Linked DNA regions of Gossypium arboreum: region 2 is linked to region 1. Evidence: chromatin contacts called from public Hi-C data. All regions are on one chromosome and are shown on one strand. The core of a region is the stretch at or near the end of the contact, and the rest is flanking DNA. Distances in the headings are between cores, read along the strand shown. Region 1 overlaps LOC108471135 (embryogenesis-associated protein EMB8-like). Region 2 holds the start of LOC108472640 (a long non-coding RNA gene).

Region 1 (6,277 bases), core at 1,682-4,181:
GTTACATTTTTCTTTGGGTTCCGATGGTATGTTTCAGAAGGAAATTCCCATTACTACGTTCCCCTTATGTTTGAATGTGTTATTGCAGGCTGAAAATGATCCAATTGCACCATCTAGGGCAATTCCTCGAGAAGATATCGAGGTATGTTTATAGCTCTCTAATTTATTGAGCTTTTAAAAAAACAAGAAGAAGGATAATTGTAAATCCTTGAATACGACTGGAGCACACAGATACAAACCTCCCTTTTTATAGGATGTGTGGCTCTCACCAAATGTGGTTGATAGAAGGACTCCCCAAATCCATTCCAAACCTTTTTTCTACCAGCTGTCATCTACCTTCTTTTATGAAGCTTGCCTTCCTAGACTAATTATTCTGAAGATTGTTTTCCTTTTAACAAAACACCAAATCAACTCATCGCACCCCATTTTAACACATGCTATTCATCAAGGTTTTCGTCTAGTCGTTCCATTTCTCTCCTCTAATATTCTTTACTGTTGGATATTATATGCATGGGTTCTGAAGTATCATCACAGTTTTGTTTTAATTTCGGGAAATAAGGAACTCTCATTTGTTCCTGAAACTTCTAGCCGAAATATCCCAAATATTATTTTGGCAATGAATCATCCATCACTACAAGAATTTCAAGTTTCCGCCAGTAAAATTTTGTCGTGTCTATTTCATTGTATAATTACTAGAAGTCAGTGTGTTTGTTCTTAACTAATGATCTGGCGAATTTGACTTATCAAAAACTCCTATAATAAATCATAAGAGAGGCTATGCATAGTAGGTGGTGGGACTACTTTATGGCTTCAACTATCATGTTGGTGGCTCTGCCATCAAGAGTGTCAGGATACAGAAAAATGTTAATTTGTATAGCTCCTTCTGAATGATTTCTATCTTGGTTGTTGCTCTGTATTGTCATTCTTTTCAAATTTCTTACAGTCCAGTTTGTGAAGATCAATTTACATATCCTCTTTGTTTTAAAGTGCTGTTTCTAATGAAAGATCATGCTTGCTCAGGAAAATCTAAATTGCATGTTGATAGTGACACCCAAAGGTGGCCATTTAGGGTGGGTTGCGGGTGCCGAGGCTCCATTGGGAGCTCCTTGGACTGATCCTGTGGTGATGGACTTTCTCGAGTATTTGGAACGAGGTGCATCCAAAACTGGCAAATTTTCGGCTGACTCGGAAGCTGTGCAGCGTAGTTCGGGGGAGTTGCATCGTATAGAAGTGTAGCAGGCAAACTATTACGAATCACCCATTCTCGGCTGGCCATATTATTTGTGGTATAATCAATTTGATTGTAACAATAAGCTCAATGTAGTATTCCCGATTCTTTATTTTCATACTACACTGTTGTATCCAGAGGAACTTGTATACAGACATGGTGATGAAGGTTGATTTGTACAATGTAATTTTTTTGGAGATCAATAAACAATGAAGTTAACTTCAGTACACACAGATCATCCTTTTGGAATGAGTCAACTAGGTGAGTTGACTCTACTTAAGTTCTAGGTAAAACTAGCTTGCCTAAACTAAAGGGGCCATCTTTGGCAAAAAAAAAAAAAAAAACTAAAGGGGCCATCATGAATCAATCAGGGATGAGGGTAAAATTAAAAGTATTAAAATGAGCTTTTCATGACCTTCAATGTTGCACATAAAATTGCAAAAGTTGTAATTTTTTTTTTTAAGAAATAGTTTTAGTTATAATATAATTTTTGGATTTTGAACTTGGTAATTAATTCCATTTTAGTACCTATATGTTTTCTTTGTTCACTTTGGTACCTAAATTTAGCAATTAGATTCATTTTGGTTCCTGAATTTGTATTTTGTCAAGAGTTGATGATGTGACCAATATTCTTGAAACATGATTGGATCGGTCTATTTGACCAATTGGGTCTAGAATTGATCAGTGTACTAGTCCAAATAAATGGGTTGAACCAATTGAACTAGAAACTACTCAAAATTGATAAAAAAAATATTAAAAAAATTGGGATAAAAATCAGTAATTGAATAGGTTGAAATAGTGTAATACTTTTCTTTTATTCTTACAAATTTTTAATTAATTATTAATTATTAATTGTTGTTGGTCTAGAAATTAAATTGATCAAACCAATTGGATCGGGAACTAGTGGTTTGACCAGTTCAACCACTGACTTAATTATTAGAATACTGTATGTGACAATCTAATATTGTACCATGTCATTGCCAGAAAATTTATATAAATTTTTTAATTTTCAAGTGATGATGTGGTACAATCTTGGAGCGCCACATTATCAAACTCTTATATTTTTCAAGTTTAGGGACCAAAATAAATTTATTTGTCAAATTTAAGTACTGAAGTGAATAAAAAAAAATTCAACAAAAGTGGACCTAATTCCCAAGTTCAGGATCAAAATTATATTATCCTTAAATTTACACAAACTATTAAGAGATTTGTGTAATTGAATAATGTTTTGTGTAATTAAAAATATAATAATTTGTATAAAAGTTGTAATAATTTTGTAAAATTAGATACCTTAACAAAACATTATAAAAACTGTAATAATTTAATTAATTGGATTATTATTATTATTATTATTTTTGTGATTAGTGTTATACAAAACATCACAAAATATAAAATTTTGTATAAATTGTATAATGCACAAAACATTACAAATGTTACAATAATTTATATAATTGAATAATATTTTATAAAATTGTATAATTATATAGAAATTGTAAAAAGCTATATAATTGAATAATATTTTATGTCATGATAAATTCAAACTATAATTCTCTAGGACAAGGAGAACATTGGTGGGGCTTGTTTAGAAGGACAAAACGTTCGTGTTCATAAAGACGGCAAATTATGAGCCATATAAGCAAAGCATTACTTAGCCCTAAAATGGGCAAAAATATAGTGTCAGATATTGCACCAAAATGATTGAAGACACGATAACAAGGAATCGATCAAAGATTTTCATGAATTTGGGTGTGGCCCAACCTCAGACACTTGCATGTGTCACTATGAACATCTCCCTTACCTAAGAATTGCATTGTAGTACCTCCCCTATTTAGGCTTCACCATCACAATCTCATTATATACTAATCTCCAACATTTCACTTTCGTTAAAGCAACAGTTCAACAAGATTAGGTTTTGTGAACACACCTAGAACTCTTTTAAACTACTTTGCCAAGCAATGTGTAGTCAGAGGCACGAAAGGGCCTTGACCCCCTAGACCAAATGTTAAAATTCTTATTTTTGGCTTTCCAAAAGTAAAACATTCAATTTAAGCATTTTAAGCCTTTAGTTAAATGGAAATTTTGATATTTTTCACCCCTCTAAAAAATAAATAATTTATTTCAAGTATTTTTAACATAATATTTTAACATTAGCTCCCAAAATTTTGTAAATTTATATTGATCTTCCTAAATAAATTTCTTAACTTCGCCCTAACAGGTGTTGAATCTTCCCTTGCATATCTCATACATAGGATCTCATCTAATCCATCTCCATCCCATCATCGCCCACCTAAAAGGCTATTGCGTCTCTTAAGATGAGATTTGTGTTGTGCATATATCAAAACTCTTGATTAAAAGAAAACCAGTCTCACTTATAAACACCCCTCTCTAATTTTATGGAAGGATATTGTTCTTCTTTTTCATTTTCTCCTCTACCTCTCCACTTTCACCATAAACATCCTAGATCTCAATTTTGCTTTCCTTTTTTCCCTCAACATATGTATCTTTTTGTTTTTGAATGAGTTAGATATCACTTTTTTTTAAAAAATAATTAGGGAAATGGAGACATTGGTTGAACAAAAACTGAACACACATACATACGTTTAAAGCTATTTTTAAGCAGGGATGTTTGAAGGGTGGAGGAGACTTCACTTGGGGTGTTTGAGAACAATGAATATCACAATCAATGTCGGGCAATACACAAAAGTACCATTATTGTCTTTCAATCCATGAGCAGCTGCAAAACTACTTATAACAAGTTTACTGCTATTAAACTATTAAAACTAAATCTTTAATCTTCGACTTATACCCAACTAAGCTATTATGGTGCAAAAGTATCTCTTGTATTGATTTAATAATAGGCGGTTAATTAGTTATATAATTATTACAGCGCATTGTTTCTTTCACTTTAGGATTATAAAATTGGAATGCTACATCATTTGTATTTCTTTTAAATGTTTAATGTTATTTTAATTTTTTTACTAAATTCTAATATTTTCTCTTGGAAAAAAATCAAATCTAACTGAAAATGTTGACACTTAAGAGAAAAAGTTAACATCGCATTAAAATATTAAAAGTGATACAGATGATGTGACATCTTAATTTCATATAATCCTTTCTATATATATATATATATATATACCATCGCAATATAAAATTACAAAATAATAATAATAATAATAATAATAAATAATCATGTTTATATTACTATTTTTTTACATAAACATTTTTATTTGAAGTATTTATTTATAATTTAGATAAATTACTCATTTACTCTTCTTTTATTTTTTTAAGTTATTCAATGCCTTCTATTTTTTTATAATTTTTTACATGTTAAATATAAAGTTGGTTTTAAAAACTATCTCTTTATTTGATATTTTACTTAATTGAATTAACTTTTAATGCTACATTTAGTAGGTGTATTATTTTTATGCATGTTTTAATATATGACTGAACAATAAGCTAATTTAATTGATAATATTTAGCCATTCCATAACTTATTTTTAGCAAAGACAGGAAACTTTTTGCTTATTTTGAATAGGTCTTATTTTTTACAAAGAGTTTTTACTCATTTTTCCTAATTTCATGTTTAAAATTATACTAACTATTCTTTATTTTGTATCTAACTATTGTAATACGTATGTAGTAAATAAGTATTTTCCTCATGTTATTACATTAGTAATCAAATGAAACATTAATGTTATAATATTAAAATTAATGAATATTAAATTGTTGAGTTTAAAATATAGTTTTTTTTCTAAAAAGACACATATTAATAATATTTATCAAATTAAAATTATATTTTTAAATATAATAAAATTTAATTACATTGATTGATTAAAGTAGAGCAAATATAAATAGAAAATTACAAAAAATTGAATATTAACAAATTATGCATTAAAACAAATTAATTTTATAATATATAAATAAATAACATGTAATAAATAATTAATAATATTATTTAAATTATAATATATTAATATTAATATTCAAATCATGATGAATTTTTGTATAATTTTAATATTAAATATTTTTAAAATTAAATCTAAATTAATTATATATTTTAAAAATATTTTGTAATTACATCACCTTTTCAATTTATTAATAATTTTTGAAGAAATTCATTAATTTTAAAAAAATACTATCATAAAAATATTATAAATTTAATATACACAAGCATCGCATGTGAATACAAACTAATTAATATATAATTTAGAATGTATACAACATAACCATTTATCTATATTAAAATATATATTTCAATGCTAATTTATCATTCATTTAGTTCGTAATTAATTATGATTACATGTTTATTATCTTAATTTCTTTTCCTTGATGTTGAGATTGAAATACACCAAGAAGGGATGAATTGGTGTTTTAAAAGGTTTTTGAGAAATGACAAAAATCAAACGACTTAAGAAATTATAGTGGTTCGGCCTCAATTGCCTACATCCACTATCTTATCTTTCCTCAACTAAGGATTTTCCAAATCCACTAGATTTGAACCTTTAAAAACAATGTTTAACCTTACAAATCCCTATCTTTTCAAAGGTAAGATAGAACCACCTCCCCTTAAGGTTTTCTACTCAAAACCTTAAGTAACACCTCATAAATGAGAGAAAAATATGATGAATAAGATGATACCTCTAAAAGGTAGATAATAAAAAATTAAGCACTCTCACACAAAGTTACACTTGAAAGAATATAGAAAATTTAATCCACAAGTGTGTACAAGAAATATTTAGTAAAAAATTGAAAAAGATTGACAAATTGAGTTCTTGTTAAGTTAGGCACTTGTTTCTTATCTTTTGTTGACTTCAATGGGGAGCCTTGACCCTGTATTTAAGTCCTCTATCAACCTTATGGACGTTTGCAGTCATTAGAAACAAATTAGAGTCGTTGTAGCCATAAAAAATAGTATTAAATGCAGTATGTAGCTTCGTTGTACCAGTAGAAGGAATCTTGTATTGGTAGAAGGCTTTCCAAAATATGACCGTTGGGCTCATTTTATCAGTATAAGTTCCCTTGTATCAGTAAAACTCTGAAAGTTTC
Region 2 (6,277 bases), core at 1,942-4,441, 200 kb after region 1:
TAATTAATAATTAAAAATTAAATATCATGTGATGGTACGATGGTTAAGAGTATTTATCGTCCTAATTGTTGCTTAAGTTTAAATTACACTACTTGCATTTGTTGTTTGAATTTTGTCCTGTTATTAAATTTATAATAATATCAATTTAATTATTCATTAAATTCATAAAAAGAGAGAAAAGGCTGTTCAATTCAAAACTAAATGCGAAGGAAAACTTACGAATGGATGAGAGAATCAAATTGATAAAAAAAAAAAAAAAAGAGAGAAATGGAATTATTATAGGAGTGTTTAATAGTAATGTTATGTTTTTCATAGAGTTGGTTGCGATTAAGATGCCTAAATATAACAGCTGGAGCTGATGGGTTTTGATTAGGTCATGATTATTATCTCACAGTAAACATGAGAACAAGAATTCATAATTAAATAATAACATAATTACTACTTTTTAATGTTTTTCTGGAACCCAAGACCCAGATGTAGGGCCAGGGCTTCACCTTGGGGGACTCTGCTACTTTTTATTACTTTTGTTTGTCCTTTTCACCTCTCCATCTCTCCTCTTTTTTTCTTTTTTTTCTTAACTTGTTTTTTCCCCTTTTTGATCTCTATATATCAACTTTTAGTTCCTCACTTCAATTCTATCACTCACCTATGCCATTGTTAATCTTCTTTGGGTGAAATAGATGAGAAGATTGAAAGGAAGCCATTTCTTTTGAGGGGAATGTTGTCTGGCTCGAGGCCATCAACTAGATCTATGGATTTTTTTTTCATATATCAAAGTTTGAGAGATGATGATGATTTAATCATTAATCATAGGTTAATGACGTCGGACCAGGCTTCATTCCCCCCAATTATTTGCTTCCAATTTTGATTATGTTCTCTCGGTAAGTTTTTTCTTTTTGTTTCCCTTTCTTTATTGGTTTTCTCTCGTCTATGTCACATGTAATTTTATGAGTGTATATTTTTTTATTGATTTTTGAAGATTTCTTGTTGATGGGGTTCCTGGAAATCGAGGTTGTTGGGGGTGTGGGCATGAGCAGATTGGTGTAATGATGAAAGATTTTGACTGCTCTTCCCCCCCCCCCCCCTTCTTTTTTTTCTGACTGAAGAAGAAAAGGGTATGAATATGATATGATTATGATTATGATTACCCTTTTACATGGCCATATCTTACATTAGGGTTTTTCTCACTCAAATGATTAACTAATGTAAAAGAAAAAATAATTATTTTATCATTATTGCTATTATTGTATTCCATCTAGGAATAGTATGTTACCATAATCTCTTATCACATTACACTTCCTTATTTTTTTCCCCTTTCTCTATGGATTCAGTGTAGTGTTCATCATTGAACTGATTTATTTTTCATGATGGCTTCAAAAATCTTGTGTCTGCCTGTCTGTCTTTTATCTAAAACCCTGATTTTTTTTCCTTCATTTTTCTTAAAAGACCATGATTTCAGGTTAGGGTTTTCTCTTAAAACACATGTGCTACTTGAGATTCTCTCTTATAGTAGTAATTTTTAACCAGTTTTCAACTCTGGGGATGCTTAAATCGAGGTGTTCTTTGTAACTGTTTCAGGTCTTTTGTTGGTAAAACAAGAAGTGGTGGGTGGTGGATGATAAGGATGCTGGAGCTGTGTAATCTCCGCCATTTATGTTTTGTTTTTATGCTTGCTTTTATCTCTGGTTAACTTTGGTACTTACTATACATGCTGTTAATGGTTTAGAACTGTAGTATCCTTTGCAAGTTTCAAGGCTGAATACATGGAATTCACTCCCTGGCTTGGAAGTATTTGTAAGGAGATTCTACGGTTCTTAGAATTATAAGCAACATTTGATGCTTACCAGCTTTTGATTAAGAGTATGTTTTACACTTCATATTCCTTAAAGAAAAGGAGAGGTATGAGAGAATATTAATAAACTTTAAAAGGAATCAAAAGATTAGTGGTTAATGAGAAGTCTAGGAGAATCAAATCCACTTGCCAATAACTATGCCACTTACTTGGTCTTAATTTTATGAATGAAACACTTCGCATAACTATGAGAGGTTTAGAGCTTAGCATTAGTATTATTTATATAAGAAACTGTTTTTTGTAGTTTGGGACTGATTTTGCTATAAAGAAAGAATGATGTGATGGATTGGACATCTCATTTTTTTGCTTGAATCATGTGGTCTTGTCTCTTACATGATCAGCTGCATCCAGTTTAAAAGCACAAATAATAATGATGGGTCTAATTAATATTTTTGGGGTTTTGTAAACGAAGGTAAGTTAAGAGACCTCGAAATTTATGGTTTGAGAATAAGTTTGGCTTGATAGTCAATTTTAATAATATCATGGTATAACACAAATAATCGTAATTTACAATTTCTTTTGTTCATAGTAATAGTTGAGCAGTGTAAAATCAATACGCCCAACACATAGAACCATGGGGATTTCACGTGTTTCATCTTAAATACATAGCATTGATTCAGAGGACTGATAAAAGAAACAATGCAGAAAAGAAAGGAAAATCAGTGGCAAAAGGAAAAAAAAAAGGCTACTTCGATCTATAATCATTTCTCAAGATAACATAGGATTAAGCATAATTAAGCTTACGTCTTTTTACGATACCAATCGAGGTAAGGCCGTAAAATAGAGAGATAATTTGGAATATGAGTAGTGTGATGATGTTAATTAACGTAGTTTGTTTTAGATGGTGTTGTTATGTAGAATTGTAGGTAAGGGAGGCAGGGGGAACAGGGAGTACACAGAAATCCAAATAGAGAAAGAAAACAGGTGATTTGAAAAGGTGAATGAAAGACAAGCGTCATCAACAGGGTTATGGGTCTCTATATGTATATGCAAGTTAGCTGATTGCTTATTGTATTGTGCATGTTGAAGTAAGGGTTATAACGCTTAGGTTTGGACAAGTTCTGGGAAAAATAAAATATGAAATCTTGCATAAAAGACAAACCAAACTAAAATTAATAAACCCAAACTGAAACTCAAACAAATACTACTATTGGAATAGGTTTTATTTTATTTTTCAACCCTATCCTCTAAGTCTGTCAACAAGGACTGAAGCTGAGGCAAATGCAGCACTGAAATGCCTTTAGTTGTCTGACTCTCTCTCTCTCTCTCTCTCTCTCTCTCTCTCTCTCTCTCTCTCTCTCTCTCATGTTTGCTATTATGCAGTTAAGTCGGCATCAGCATTGACGCCATGGGTTACCCTTTTTAACTGAGCGTAATTAATCATATATGGACTACCCATTGTGTCATGTTACAGTCAGCTGTATGAATTTAAGCCCAAAGTTTGTCATTTTTTGGGGCTTTTTTATTAAAATAATCTAAAAAATTTAATTAATTATTAAAATGACCTTTTTTTTATTAAACACAAAAATAACTTGAAATCTGCAATAAAAATTGGTGAAGCCAAATGATTTAGCGCCACCAACATACCACGTCAACTTCTATAAAAAAAATTATTTTTTTAGTAGAGCCATGTAGAATGGCACCACTTATATAAATACCAGATAAATACTACAATTTTTTGAAAATATGGGCGACTTTAAAAAAAATTATCATTTTTTGGTAGAGCCAATTAATTTGGTGCCACCAGCATGACAGCCACCCTGTTACAAACCTCACTTTGTTTTTTTTTTTTTACTTTTTTTTTAAGTTTTGTCTTTATCTTTATTTATTTATTTTAATTATTATTAATTTTAAAAACTTGAAATGAATATTTGAAATATTTTATAATATATATATTTTAAATTTTAAATATATATATTTGAAATTTTTTCTAAATTTTAAAATTATTTTTAATTTATTTTTAAAATTTTAAAAATTATTTTAAATATTAAATATATTTTTAATAATATAAAACATTTAAATAATTTAAAGATATGTCCTTTCAAATTTATTATTAGTTTTATAATATTTTAAATGTAAATTTTAATTTGTTTTATACTTTTTTAATTTATTTTATAATTTTTAAATATATATTTTAAATATTTTTGAAATTTTAAATATAAAATTTTTATAAATTATTAATTTTAAAATTAATTTTAAAGATATTCAAACATTTTTTTAAAAAGGTTTCAATATGTTTAAAAATAATTTAAAAATCATAATTAAAAAATTATAAAACAAATTAAAATATACATTTAAAATATTATAAAACTAATAATAAATTTGAAAGGTCATATCTTTAAAAATTTAAATGTTTTATATTATTAAAAATAATATTTAAAATTTAGAAAATAATTTCAAATATATATATTTAAAATTTTAAAATATATATTCTAAAATATTTCAAATATACATTTCAAATTTTTAAAATTAATAATAAAAAATAAAGACAAAACTTAAAAAAGTAAAAGAAAATGACAAAAGTAAAAAAGTAATAAAAAAATAATGTAAAAAAAATAACAAGGTGGCTGTGTGGCGCAATTCTAAATGGCTCTACCAAAAAAATTAATTTTTTTGGCATTTTGGTGGAGCCAAATAATTTGACTCCACTAATTTTTATTGTAAATTTCAGGTCATTTACATATTTAATTAAAAAAATAGATCATTTTAATAATTAATTAAAATTTTTAAGTTTTTTAATAAAAAAACCTTAGCATTCTATTCCATAATCTAGCTACAAATCTAGTACATGCATCATTGTCAGCTTATGTGACTCCCCTGGCATATGCTCTACATATCTTTTTGCATTTCCAAAGCAAAACCAAAGAATCTAATTTCAAGCCATGCAATGTGGTGCAACCTTGATCAAATTGCTGTTCTTTTCTTTTCTTTTTTGCATAATAATTTTTTTCCTTCCAATTAAAAAAAATATATATTATTTTAGTCTTTTACTTAATTTTTTATTTTTTTTAGACATTGAATTTATTTTTATTCCAAATCACTCTAAAATAGATAGAAAAGTCAATGTTTTAACTTTCTTGACATGGCATACACATAGATTTTCATGTGGAGGACATGTCAAGATTTAATTAATTTTTAAAATTTTAAAAATTTAAAAATATATAAGAATTATTTTAAAAAGATTAAAATTATTAAAATTATTTAAAAAGTATAAAAATATATATTTTTAAATTTTAAAAATTAATTAAATGCTTACATGTCATTCAAGTGGCAGGCCACATGTATGTCATGTTAACAAAGGTTAATTTTTCCATCAATTTTGAGATAATTTAACAAAAAAATACAAATTTAAGGATTAAAAAATAAAAAATAAAAAATTAAACGAAAGGCTGAAAACAAAGCCAAATAATTGATTATGTTGGTGTAATGTAATGGAATCCCATTCTTCTGTGTGCAATATGTATAGGCTTTGGAGTATTGTGTTTGTATGCTAACATATATGTTTTCAAGAAGTTTGGTTCAGCCCAATTTTAAACTTGGATTAGCCCATTAAATAAAATACAATTCAACCCTTAGATCCAATTAGATTGAAGCCCAATTCCTTCCTTATCTATTTATGAGTTAATTTCACTATACATCCTAAAATTATAACATTTATTTTAAATTGGTCCTCAAACTTTAAAGCATTCTAAATATATCTTCAAATTATTGAGGTTATATCAATAAGAGCATTCAATTATTAAAATCATTAATTTAACCATCAATTGAGATCTCAAGTCCTATGTGGTATAGTTTAAAATAAAAAATTTAAAGGAAAAAAAATGACTATTGTAAAAATGGATGTTGTAAACATCTCAGTTTTAAGGTTTTCAAACTTTACAAAATTTTAACTATTCACTCTCTGGCATTTTTTAGTTTTACTTTATTTTTAGTCTTAACTTTTAAATATTATATGGTAACATTTTACTTTTCTTTAAAAATTTATTTTAAATTATGTAACATAAGATTTGATATGTCATTTAATGGTTTTGATAATAGAAGAACACGATTAATATAACATCGATAGTTTGGGAATGTAATTAGAATGTTTTGAAGTTTAGGGACTAATTTAGAATGAATGACACAATTTTAAGATGTTTAGTGCAATTAACTCTATTTATTTATTATTTCTATATTATTTTTCCAAAAATCTTATAATTTTTTCTAAAAGCTTCACCCAATTAGATTCAAGCCCAATTTTTTTCTTTATTGTTCCTTAAACTTATATTTCTTTTGCCGAAAAACACATATTATATTTTAATTTTTTACACTTCAAGAGAAAAAGATAGCTTTAGTTTCAAATTTCAAACCTTTTCCAATTAATTTAAAAAACCCTTTCGCAATTCAAAACAAACACCAATTTCTGCAAATATTTCAAGGGGAGAA

Evidence for each region. A called contact is a pair of places that touch in the nucleus more often than the background predicts.
Region 2: a contact with region 1 is called in a Hi-C map of leaf, with 2.5 times the contacts expected there. The contact joins two enhancer-like sites. A contact is called at or near these places in 2 of 5 Hi-C or Micro-C datasets (both in leaf).

What each region holds. Positions count from the first base shown.
Region 1 is chr1:30,737,135-30,743,411 of ASM2569848v2, forward strand. It overlaps LOC108471135 (embryogenesis-associated protein EMB8-like), which reads left to right. Exons shown (of 8, transcript XM_017772727.2): 7 at 89-142; 8 at 1,021-1,457. The coding sequence ends at 1,236. Among protein-coding and RNA genes, the nearest start is that of LOC108471135, 5.7 kb to the left of the region's middle. Within about 2 kb of position 2,932, at least 1 of the 2 cell types and tissues checked has an H3K27ac peak or open chromatin away from gene starts, as enhancers often do. A contact at or near this core is called in leaf, where this site is marked.
Region 2 is chr1:30,932,335-30,938,611 of ASM2569848v2, forward strand. LOC108472640 (a long non-coding RNA gene) reads left to right here and starts at 87. Exons shown (of 2, transcript XR_001869576.2): 1 at 87-881; 2 at 1,579-1,858. Within about 2 kb of position 3,192, at least 1 of the 2 cell types and tissues checked has an H3K27ac peak or open chromatin away from gene starts, as enhancers often do. A contact at or near this core is called in leaf, where this site is marked.